Regions from separate parts of the Mus musculus genome. Here region 2 is linked to region 1. Evidence: chromatin contacts called from public Hi-C data. All regions are on one chromosome and are shown on one strand. Each heading gives the region's core, a stretch centred on a gene start, on an enhancer-like site or on the middle of the called end of the contact. The rest is flanking DNA. Distances are from core to core; before and after follow the strand shown.

What was found. Hi-C and Micro-C count contacts between places; a contact is called where the count stands out from the background.
Region 2: a Hi-C map of liver shows a contact between it and region 1, with 2.7 times the contacts expected there. The contact joins two enhancer-like sites. A contact is called at or near these places in 1 of 15 datasets of contacts at CTCF or cohesin (large pre-B cells), 2 of 484 Hi-C or Micro-C datasets (bone marrow-derived macrophages and liver), 3 of 115 datasets of contacts at active chromatin or transcription factors (differentiating embryonic stem cells, large pre-B cells and memory CD8 T cells) and 1 of 9 other capture datasets (embryonic stem cells).

What each region holds. Positions count from the first base shown.
Region 1 is chr10:96,122,596-96,129,005 of GRCm38.p6, reverse strand. It overlaps the pseudogene Gm48425. Among named protein-coding and RNA genes, the nearest start is that of Gm40746, 55 kb to the left of the region's middle. Within about 2 kb of position 3,930, at least 63 of the 459 cell types and tissues checked have an H3K27ac peak or open chromatin away from gene starts, as enhancers often do. A contact at or near this core is called in liver, where this site is marked.
Region 2 is chr10:96,649,450-96,655,969 of GRCm38.p6, reverse strand. No RefSeq gene overlaps it. Among named protein-coding and RNA genes, the nearest start is that of Btg1, 36 kb to the right of the region's middle. Within about 2 kb of position 1,684, at least 36 of the 459 cell types and tissues checked have an H3K27ac peak or open chromatin away from gene starts, as enhancers often do. A contact at or near this core is called in liver, where this site is marked.

The DNA.
Region 1 (6,410 bases), core at 2,681-5,180:
GTGAACAGAACAGCGGCTGAACACAGCAGACAAGACAAGACAACCCCAGCAGCATGGGTCTTTATGGGCAGGAGTCTGGAGGATTTTTCCAGATTGAGAAAGAATTTGGAGCACGAGTAGTGCTGATAACTAGGGCAGGGAAGGAGAGAGATTGTGTCATGGAAGCATCACTACCGTTGGCCAGGAGGAGAACACAGTGGAATGAGCGCTAGAAATCTAAAGTGGCTTCAATAGGACTGTTGGGTGAAGGACCAGATCATATTCTAGGTGTTCTTGTAGATGTATCCAAATGAAGACTCTGACAACCGTCAAACATGTGTGCAAGGATTAAATGACAATGCTACTGGATGATAGGGCAGACTGTGCGGTTGTCAAGATGAACAGAAGAACTTGGCAACCCATGTTTCATAACCACCTGGATAAGGAGACAAGAAAGCCTCCACCATGTCCTGGGAAGATCCACCAACTGCCAAGCCTGCCTGGCACTGAGTGCCTTGATGGGAAAGATGTTTCAAGGAAGCAAACGTAAAGTTTCTTTTGCTCTTCCCCTCCCAAGGCCTCCAATGAGTAGCAGCAAAGAGATGCCACCACCACTCTGTGCAGGTCCTGGTTGGAGACCAGCAATATCCCAATCCAGGCTATAGAAACCAAAACTTCACCTGGAGCACAGAATGCAACCAGTGTTTGCCCCTGAGCTCAAGAGCTTCTTCCTACCGCCTGTCCCACCTCCAGGTAGTGAGAGTGGCCAAAGCATCCCTGGGAGCTGTCAGGGAGAAAGAGATGGACTTATGGACCAAAGTAGTCCTGGAAAGATGTTCAGAGGTGGCTAAAGTGGAGGCAGAGGTGGCTTCAAAGTGCCCATTGTATGAACCAAGGTAGCTCTGGCGAAGGAAGATGAGGTGCTCTTTGAGCCCCTCTTGGACCTTTGATAAGACAGAAGCAGGGAGGAGGCAGATGTAGAGGACCTGGGAAAATGAGTAGAGTCAACCACTATCAGGAAAACAGGCCAGCCCTATACTAGGTAGACCTGCAGAGCTGCATTGGCAAGCAAGTTTATTTTTAATCAGAAAATGATTTAAATGTATAATTTCATATTAATAATGATGGTCACGTTATGGATATTTCTTGTCTGTGCTTCAGCATTTTCACCACTTAGATAGAAACATTAAAACAAATGAAATGGTGACATGCTGATGGGTGTGGAGAACCAAGAGGGCCTCTAAATGGAACAAGGTTCATGGTTGTAATTTCGTAAATAAAATTCCAGATGTTTATGAAAAATATCATTTAATAAAAGACCCACAATCATTTCAAACTCATTTATGTATGTGTATAATATATATGCAATTTAGTTTTACTTTATATTATGGAATATAGCTTTCCATTGAATGCATTAAATATAATGAAATTATATTCCATAAATAAATTTATGTGCTATAGTCCTTAATGCATTTAACTATTACAATGAAGCTCTGAAGGAAATCCTCATTTTACTTTCTTTTGCAGGCAAGAAAATTCAGGCACTGTATGGTAGACAGTTGACAAAACTTATGGAGCAGAGCACTGTTGCTCGCTGGCTCTGGCTTGACTCTGCGTGGTATCCTGTGGGTTCTTTTATGCCTTTGTCATCTGGGCCAAAGTGCACCTCAGAGGATCTATGAACATGAATGTGCTTTGACTGATAGTGCCACTGTGTCACAGCCTCCTCACAACCACCACACTCCATCATACCGTCCTCATTGAACCTCATCACACTGTCCCCACTGCACTCATCACATTGTCCCCACTGTACCCATCACACTGTCCCCACTGCACCCATCACAATGTCCCCACTGCACCCATCACACTGTCCCCACTGCACCCATCACACTGTCCCCACTGCACCCATCACACTGTCCCCACTGCACCCATCACATTGTCCACACTGCACCCATCACACTGTCCCCACTGCACCCATCACACTGTCCCCACTGCACCCATCACACTGTCCCCACTGCACCCATCACATTGTCCCCCCACTGCACCCATCACACTGTCCCCACTGCACCCATCACACTGTCCCCCACTGCACCCATCACACTTTCCCCACTGCACCCATAATATTGTCCCCATTATACCATATCACTCCTCACAACACACAAACACAATTACACAAGCAACAATCATGTCCAATTTCAAAGCAGGAGTCAATTTTCCTTTTGAGCCAAGCATGGTGTTATCTATAATTCCAGTCCTTGAGGAGTCAAGACAGGAGGATCAGAAGTTCAAGGCCTACTTAGGGTCCATAATGACACCTTCTCTTACAAAAGCAAAAGTAATAACAAGCGTAAGTAAATAAGTAAATAATTAAAAATAATAAATTAACTTTTGCTTTTGAGAAAAAAATTTCAAAAATCAAAACTTCCCTTCTTTATTTTCAAGGTTTATCACCGCCAGAGGAGTGCAGTGGATGGGCTGCTGTTTGTTTCAGTGAAGAAGTGGCCTTTGGAGCAACTCCCAAGAGGAGAGGTAATGTTGGGTCATCCAACAGTTATAAGATAATTCCTTTCCCTTGTGACACGAGATAAAGCTGAAACTCTTTTGTCTATAGTTACTCCATATCCCTGAAACAGATGACAAGCCCTGAGCCTCATACACTCAAGAGAGGTAGACTCAGCATGCACAAACATCAAAGCACTGCTGGGGCACCTGAATCGGCAACACCACAGCTGACTGCTGAAATTGCTCGACCTTGGACCAAATAAGGAGCTGCACTTTCAAAGTCCCCGAGCTGGGACCCTGCTCTGGTCGCTAATGAATGGGGACTTGTTGTATAATCGCAAACAAGCTCATTCATTATTGTCAGAAAAAAAAAAAAAAAGAAGAAAGAAAGAACGTAAGTCCTTATGCCAACTTAAAAAAAAATCCTTCTGGCCAATTTGTCTACATAAAAACCAGCCAGTCATCACCAGCCACTCCACCTCTTGCCAGCACCTTCTTGGGTCCACCCCTTGGCACCACACACAACGTGATCCTTGTATTTGCCATTACGAAAGGTAACTTCAGTGCAGAGGAATAACTCATAAAGGTGAAGAAATGACTAACCATTCCACTCCACCCTAGCAGGCTGTTTCCCCACAGAGCACAGCTGACAGGTCAGCCAACAAACACCTTTTTCCAACTCTACCAGAGAAAAACAAAGTGAACTTGGGCCACAGAAGGCCTTTGAGAATGCCCTAGCAGCCAAACTGAGCTGCAGCCTCTGCCATAGCTCCATGAGCTGATGGCTTGTTCTCTGGTCTCCCCTCCCTGTGCCCCACTCCTGAGGTGCATTTCAGTGATAATTGCCCAAACACCTGGGAGCAGGCAAAGCTTAAGGCCCAGATGGAGGCTATCAGATTGTCATTAGTTGTCCTTCCCCAAACTAAGTAGGGTCTGACACCAACCCATGGAACTTGCAGACAAGCCATTCAAAGACCATTTACCAGGAATGATCACAGCAGAGCTATGACAGCCTCAGCTATTTCTTCAGGGCAAAATAAAATCCGCAGAATTGGTTTGAACTGAATCAATATTTTTTTCCAACAGATGCCACTGCTGGGATATCATCAACTCAATTTGTGGGTCTGGCAAAAAGATCCAATTCATATATCTACACGGTCAAAACATACATACATACATACATACATACATACATGCATGCATACATGCATACATATACATACAATCACAGAGAGATACATACACATACATACACACATTCACATGCACATACACATATACACACATACACATGCACATAAACACACATACACATACACACACATTCTGGGATATCCAGAGATAGGAAACCCAACAGCTCTTAACCCTAAAAAAGTAAAAACCGTCCCTAAGTAAGGAGTAGCAAGCTGGAGAGAGAGCCAGCATAAGGATTGTGTAACGCTTGAGGCGATAAAAAATAGTAAATCATTTATCTTCAACAGACTGAGCTCTCTTCCTGGAAAAGAGAATCTTGGACCATAAATTAACTACTCTTCACATCTTCTAACCTCATTTCACTCCCTAAAAGCTTCACTTAGCCAACAGATATGTATGGAGAGCCTCCAGCATGCTAAGCACCCCACAGCACGAAAAGGCTTAACCCAATGTTGGTCTTCATGGACTTTATGGACAACATAGCCAGCTGCTCCTCTAAAATACCACAAGGCAAATGGGAAAGAGCACTGGACTAAGGGTCAAAGGTCAAGACTAGACTATGGTATTGATTGCCTCAGTGCCCCTACACATCAGAAAGCAGGAAGGTTTGTGAGCTATAACTCAGCGTACCTCCTGAAAAGCTTGGAATGTTTTAAAGACAAAATAGAAGGTCCTGGTTCAGTACTCCAGCCCTCAAATCTACAGTCACAGTATCTTCCTTAGAGAGTTTACCCCTGTGTTGAATAAGACTGTCCTCCAGGCTCGATACCACCATCTTCAGGAGTTATGGTGAGCCTGCTTCCCTAAGATAATACCAGCTGGGCTTGTTGACTGCTGATGTTCTCTGGTATAAGAAGGGAGCAGGGAGAGCCATGGGGTGTACAGTCAACCTGCAGCCACCCCACACAGCCAGCTGCATGCAATCCTGGGCTAATTGCACTGGATTCAGGGGCTGTGGAAGGGGTTATGGTGATAGGTGGGGAAGGTTTATGCAGCCACTGGGGAGTTCTCATTCATACTGGGTGCAGATCTTCTACTGTAGGGGCTTTAAGCTCACCTATGCTCCCCCCATAAGCCCTCACCCATTGCTCTGGAAGTAAGACTAACATATAAGTTCACTGGTTCCTCCAAGTGAACTTTCGGTGGAATCCAACTTCAGTCTGACCTTGCTTACTTCTACCACTGGGCTTGAAAGGTTTCACCACACCTAGTCTTGTCTCCAGTAAAGCACTAACAGACATCTCTCTGATGTAAGTTCCTCTTTGGGGTTTTGTCGTTCTCTCGTGAATAGCACTCTAAGCCACAACCCTAATAGAACTATGTTATTTCTACTCTTGTCCCCAGAAGCATTCAGTCTTTCTGACTCTTTCATCATATATAAAGTTACCAAGATGATGTTACTGCTGGTACGAAGAGCAGAGTTCTTCCTCTCGAGCTCATGAGCCTTGCTTATTTTGCTCTGAGTAAATCATTCCATCTCCCATGGTAGCCACTACCAAGAGGATATTTTCTTCCTGGGAAAGAATGTTTGTTTTGTTTGCTTGTCTACACTGCATATTATCCTCAGAAAGGATTCCACACAGCTTCATAGGAATGAATGAAATGCAAGATTGCAAAATATCTTTAAAACTATATCAAAATAATGGTGAGAAGGAAGACCTACTTCTAAAATCAACACAAAGAGGCAGCTGCTTTAATGAGCTGGGCATGATGGTGCATGTCTTTCATCTGTGACAGAGGCAGGTGAGTTTGAGGCTAGCTTGGTGTACATAGTAAGTTCCGGGACAGTCAGGGCTATGTAGAGACCCTGTCTCAAAAACTACAATGAAACAAACCAAATTGGTTTATGTTTTTTCCTTAAAATTTTGTTATATTTATTTACTATATACTGGGAGAGGGGGATGTCTGCCATAGTACACGTGTGTGGGTCACAGGAAAGCCTGTGGGAGTCTGTTCTCTCCTACCATCTGGATTCTGAGGATTGAATTCAGGTCATTGGTCTTGGGGCTTGGGGACAAACAGTTGTACCTACTGAGATCTGGCCCAATTTTTTTTTTTTTCAAATCTTGATAATTGTCTTTATGTACCTGTCTTAGTCACTGTTCTATTGCTATGAAAAGATACCATGACTATGGCAACCCTTATGAATGAAAGCATTTCACTGGGGCTGCTTACAGTTCAGAGACCTAATCCATTATCCTCATGGTCAAAAGCATGGCAGGATGCATGCTGGAACAGTAATTGAGAGCGACATCCTAATCTACAGGTAGAGAGAATGAGACTAGACCTAGTTTAGGCTTTTAAAACCTCAAACCCCACCCCCACCCCCACCCCCCAGTGACACACTTCCTCCAGTAGGGCCACACCTCCAAATCCTTCTAATATTCAAACAGTTCTGCTCCCTGGTGACTAAGCATTCAAATATATGACCCTATGGGGGAAAATACTCATTCAAAGGACCACAATGCCCAAGAGCATGCTGTCGTTGGTAAATCTGGAATTTTTCCACATTTTATATCTTTATGTTTCTGCCATTGGAGAGGAGATGTTAGCTCTCACCATCCCCTGCTCCCAACATAGGAATATCACTATTTTAGACATATTAATATGAAGTTTCCTACTACAATGGTTATGAAAATGGAGGTCCTGAGAATCAGGCTGAGCTGTTCACTAAGCATAGACCTTGAATGGAAACCTGCAAGTGGAAAAAAACAGACAAGGAATTAAGATGGAGC
Region 2 (6,520 bases), core at 435-2,934, 530 kb before region 1:
ACACAAATTCGCCTCCAGTTATCCAAAAGGTCGGTGGTTCAAACCCACCTGGTAATGTGTGCACTTAGGTCTAGAGAAGATGGCTCAGCACTAAAGAGTCCTTGCTGCTATTGAAGAGTATCCATGTTGATTGATTTCATGCTGTCTCATGTGCTGAACACCAGCCACTCTAAAGACCAAATGGGGAGGGAAAGAAAAGCCATTGCTCTCCATTCAGAGGACCCAGGTTTAGCTCCTAACACTCACATGGGGTAGCTCATAACATCTGGAGTTCCAGCTCCATGGCTTCCAATGATATCTGGTCCGTATAGACACAGACACACAGACACACACACACACAGACACACACACACACACACACACACGATGCACACTCACCAAAGGACACATGCAGACACCTAAGTAAATAAATCTTTTTTTTTTTAAATGAAGACAAAATAGTCCATTTTTACTTTCTTTTAAGCAACTATATTTAACTCCGATCCTTTAAAAAAAATTCAGATTGTTTAAAAGCAATTGAGTAATAGAGTGTAAATTAGAATATAACCTTAAACATCACGGGTTAAACACTTTATTTTGACAAGAAATGGAATTCCAGAGACAATGGACCTTTCTTAGCACATGTGTGATACAGCTAACACCACCCAAGAGCTTATTTAAACTACAAAACCTGGTAGGACTGGTTCTCCAAGCTCTTGCTATCTAAAATCCCACTCCCCCTTCCCTTAGTACTCCAGTGTTGCCCTGGAGAACCGCTGTCTCTCCCTTCCCCTCACCACCCCAGCCCTGACACAAAGGGCCATTTTCTTTGGTACTCATGAGGATTAGAGACAATCACAAAGGTTTTAAAAAAAATAATTAACCAATAAAAATAAAGTCAAGTTAAATAATCCCCCAAGACTGACAATTCCCAGTCTTTCTTTCTATGCTATAATAGACAGACCCCAGCCCCTCGCTGAAAACATCTCCTGCAATCCAGAAACCTCAGCCGCTTCTTCTAGAAGTGGGATTTGATCTCTCCATTTTTTTTCCCTCTCTAGTCTGGTCTTTAAGAAGAGACATGTGGTCTCATCTTCAGGAAATCTCTCCCACCCAAGAAACAATTAATGAGTACACTCGGTGTGTGTTGCAAAACTGAGTGACTTTGATCTCAATACCCTCAGAGCTCTAGACCGCGCCTTCCTCTTTCTGTCTGCCGAGGTATGGCCTTTCTTAAGCTTTGTCTCTCGTTCTGCAGCAACAGAAAAAGCAAATAAAGTGTGTTATCTCCTGCTCACTCCCACCATGGGTAAGGTGAGAAAATTCTCAGAACACAGCCTTGCGAGGCTGGACTGATACTAACCCGCTCCAGGAAGCAGGATAACCACAGCTTTCCCTATTCCTTTGTGTCTTTTCCTGTAATTTCAAATTTACACATAGGCCCCAGGAAATTTCCCAAACCCTCTGTTGGAGTCCAAAGCTAATGGTGTGAAGCCACATTTAAGAACTGTTTTGTCTTTTTTTTTTTTTTTTTAAATAGACCACCCATTAGTTAAAGTGAAACGCTGGCAAAAACTGGCTGAAGGACAAAGTTACTATGTTCTGAGGCAAATTTAGAGCAATGAACTTGTAGTGTTCTACACCTTAAAAGCAGATCTGAATACACAAGGACTGAACTTTTCCATGAGGGTTTGTTTCTGGGTTGGGTACACTGGATAAACACGGATTCGTTAATCATTATTCTGCCCCGTTTCCTGGCTATCATTATCTGTTAGATGTTATTAAAATGATTATCCAGGTAGATGTGTAAAAGAAAACCAGTTGCTACGAGAACACTACCTTATCAGCTCACCAGCACTACAGCATGAAGTTCCAATGCTGTCCCAGTCTCCCTAATGAATACCCACACAGATTGGGACTTGAGTGGCTGTCTTTAAAGTACAATGAAAGAGCTACGAATTCTGATGGGTCTCTGACCCAGCCTCTGGTGTCACAGAAAGCATGGTACATTCTAAACCATTGAAATTTAACAAAGATTTTTGGCTTTTACAAAACTTACTAACTCAAAATAATAATAATAATAATAATAATAATAATAATAATAATAAATTAAATTAAATTTAATTTAAAAAGCCTGTGTTAATAGTTATCCCTACACAGGACCTTGAGCATTTTTTCTGATCTAACTTCCATCTATTAGAGAATCAGCAAGTGTGAAGGGATTGGAGGAAAGAGAGAGAAGGGTTTGAATGGGAGACTGGGACAATTCCCGAGGGTAAATGGGGGTAAGAGGTAGGGACAGGAATTTTTACTATTTTTACTATCAACAATGTATTCATCAATATTTAGTATGCATCCCTTGTGGCCTACAGGAGATACAAGGAGGCCGGGATGAAGCAGCACAGGCTACTTACAAAAGTTTAAAGTGGAGGCAATAATCCCTTATCAAATGACCTCAAATATAGGTGTATACTGAAGGATGTGCTATGCAGTACCCAAACTTTAGTAGGAAGAGAGTAAGAGAGGGAAGAGAAGGGCAAGAGGGGTCCTGGGTGGCTTTACCAAGAAGTGTCTGGAAGATCTTGGAGATGGGTGACAAGGGTGCTGCTTAGTGATGAAGGTAAGAGACAAGCTGGGGAGGACAGGGCTGGCCCAGACTGTTGTGGGGAAGACAGGAGAGGGCATGGAGGACAAGCCAATCAGAGAAGGCCCGTGCCCCTGGAGGGCAGACAGGCTGAGCAAAGGTCAGCAGCTAGAATACGTGGAGCCTGTCCAGGAAGGACAGAAACCACTGACTGGAGTCCGCTGTGTCAGTAAGGATACAGGTTACGCTAGTGATAATGATCAGGGCCCTGAATATTCTGGAAGAATGTGTAAAATAAAAAAGGAGGGTTGGGACCAAGATCTCTAGGCAACAAGAAGTCCTGATGGGTACACGGTGACAGGATCAAACCTATTTAAGGATGATCTCTTTCGGACCTACTGTAAAGGCAAGAGGTCAGAGCAGTCGTTGGTTCTGATCATTTATCGGTCATCAAAAGGAGTGTTTAAAGACAAAGACACCAAGATCAATGAGAAGTATTCACTAGGTCTTTATCATGTGCATTACTATGTAAACTGAACTCGGAAGAGAAATTACACAAAAAATTGGCCTTTGAGGACTATGGTTTGCATATGAAAGACAGTCACACACATCATATATATATACACACAAACACACACACACATAAACACATACAACACACACCACACACATGCACCACATATCACACACATGTACACATATCACATGCACACCACACACACACACACACATACCACATGCATACACACATATCACATGCACACCACCCACACACACATACCACATGCATACACACACATACCACATGCACACCACACCACATACACACCACATGTACACCACGCTCACACACACACACATACACCACACCACACACAGATACATACTACACACCACACCACACATGCACATACCATACACCTCACACACAAAGAAAGGGTCACTTGTTAAACTGAAAGCACACCATGAACAAGTGATATATACAAAGTATTGGTCACCATGTGCCTTTCTTTAAATCTTCACGGTAAAGCACAGGGAAGGTTAAGGCTGCTCTCTTAAGAGCCACATTAGAATGCAAATTTAAATCACCAGCCATCATCAGAGGGGCAAGTAGGCTTTAAAAACTCCTTGTGAATTTCATCCAAGAATCTAGAGGACATAGCGAAGGACAGAACAAATAATAGATCTTATTCTTTGGAACAGAGAAAGAAGGGGGACATGGGGGAGTCCCAGGAGCCAGGGCACTTAAACATTTTGGCACTTCACCAGCACTCAAAGTGTACTGAATTAAAAAAAAGCCATCTTTGATGGTTTTCCTTTCAAATCACATCACACTGGAGCAGAGGAAGTGTTGTGAAAACTTGTGTGTGTGTGTGTGTGTGTGTGTGTGTGTGTGTGTGTGTGTGGTGTGCATGTAGTGTGCATGTGGTATATGTTTGTGTGTGGTGTGCATGTGGTATGTGTGTGTGGTGTGCATGTGGTGTGTGTGTATGTGTGTGGTGTGCATGTGTGGTGTGTGTGTGTGTGTGTGTGTGTGTGTGTGTGTGTGTATGTGTGTGGTGTGCATGTGGTGTGTGTGTATGTGTGTGTGGTGTGTGTGTGGTGGGGGGGTGATGTGTATGTGTGTAGTGTGAATGTGGGGGGTGTGTGTGATATGTATGTGTGTGGTGTGCATGTGGTATGTCTGTATGTGGTGAGCATGTGGTATGTGGTGTGCGTGTGCGTGTGCATGTGTGTGGTGTGCATGTGGTGTGTGTGTGTGGTGTCTGTATGGTATGTGGTGTGTGTATTGTTTATAGTTAGTGAACAACATGGAATATGCTAACAATAACAACTATGAAATAGAATCTGCTAACAATAACTAGCTTCAAGAGGGATGAATAGAAAACTATCTTAAGGAACTCAAAATAACAAAATGTGAAATTGAAAGAAAAAATAAATTTGATTTTTTTTTAAAGCTAAATACTAAACAAGAGCAATGACATATCTATTTACACATATTCATATATAAACCAGCCCAAGATATAAAAGAAAAAAGAGAGAGAGGGAGAGGGAGGGAGGAAGGAAGGAAGGAAGGAAGGAAGGAAGGAAGGAAGGAAGGAAGGAAGGAAGGAAGGAAAAGAAAGGAAGAAAGAAAACATTAGAATAGGTGATTAGAACTCGAATCTGTGTGTTGTGAAGCTTGACTGTGGCTGGGCCTTGGTGGCACATGTGTTTAATCCCAGCACTCAGAAGGCAGAGGCAGACGGAAAGATCTCTGAGTTTGGGGCCAGCCTGGTCTACAGAGTGAGTTCCAGGACAGTCAGGGTTACACAGAGAAACCCTGTCTTGAAAAAACAAAACAAAGCAAAAGAAAAACAAAACAAATCAGTTTATGGGCCAGCAATTTTTGCTCATCTGTTAAGAATTTGCCTCCAAGTCTGATGATCACAGTTATAGCCCCAGGAGTCACAGAGAGCAGTGGTTCTCAACGCTGCAACCTTTCAACACAGTTCTTCATATTGTGGTGACCACCAACCATAAAATTACTTCTGTTGCTATTTCATAACTGTAATTTTGCTACTTTTATGAATATTAGGGTAAATATCTGATATTTCTCATTTCTTAAATGACCTTTGTGAATGGGCCCTCCAAACCTCCCAAGTGGCTCGATGGGTCAAAACCCACCACTGACATTGTAGAAGGAGAAAGCCAGCTTTTACAAACTGTCTTCTGACTTCTGAACACACCATAGCATATGCACTCGCACACACACACATACATGAAAATATCACCATGGAAGATATTACTATGTAAAATTCATATATGCTAATAAAAAGTTCAGAAAGAACAATCCAATCTAGTCACAGGCTGTAGGGTCACACAATTTAATCCCAGCATATAGAAAGAAGGTTGTGGTAGGAGGTTCTAAGTTTAAAGCTAGTCTGGAAGACCTTAGCTCGACGGCATTTCAAATAAATAGGTAAATGAAAGAGCATAACCATCTACTCCAAACAGCTTCATCTTCATCTGCTGTGCCTAGAGAGTGATGGACACTCGTAAGTGTGTCCATCAGAAGCAGGCTCGTGGGCATTCTGTCACAGGAAGAGACTGTAAGGAGAGGCATTGAACTCTCACCTGATACTGTGACCACGCCTCCCAGCCATTTTGATCCAAATTTTTCATAAAGGCAGTGGCAAGGTTGGTGTTGCCCGAGAGGATGCGCAAGTGGGCTCCATCTATGGCCACAGGAGGAGTCATTATCCATGCTGGGTTGAGACTTTCCAATAGGGATGTTTTAGGATCACCCAAGCTCTTGCTAGCAGTCCTTCACCCACACTTTGTAAGCAAACCCAATAAACTCAGTTGCTTTGTGGTTGGGATCTTACAGAGGGAGATGGTTAGATACTGTTTATATTTCCCAGGGAAGGAATTCCCATTACACTGAGTGAACAACTAAGGTAATATTGAAAACTCACTCTATCAGGAAGGGAAGGGAGCTTGCCTAAGGGGTTATCCATACCATTTAAATATTAACTAGCCCCAGGCTACTTCTTCAGTTTGTCTGTACAAAACAAACTGCAAACCCAACTTGGAAAACTGAAATCCAAACCAGAAATACGTTTTCATAAACACACAGCTGACGCTCAGCTATCCACAGCATGTAAGCTTCAGCCAATCACGGGCTGACCCACTGATGTGTGTGTGTGTGTGTGTGTGTGTGTGTGTGTGTGATGTCCATATAAGGAACACAGGATGCTGATGCTTAACTCAGCTGCTTGAACCTGTTCTGGTTTGAGGACTGTGAGCCTTGTCAATTGTTCTTTTGCTCAATCAAATTTCTCTTCAATTTGGTTGAAGTTTTGAAGATTTGAAGATTGATCTAAAGCTTTTCTTTTAATGCTACTTTAAAACCACAGCGATTCTGAATCGCTGCATGTCATTGAAGGAAACTGAGTCCAGACCCATGCATGGGGA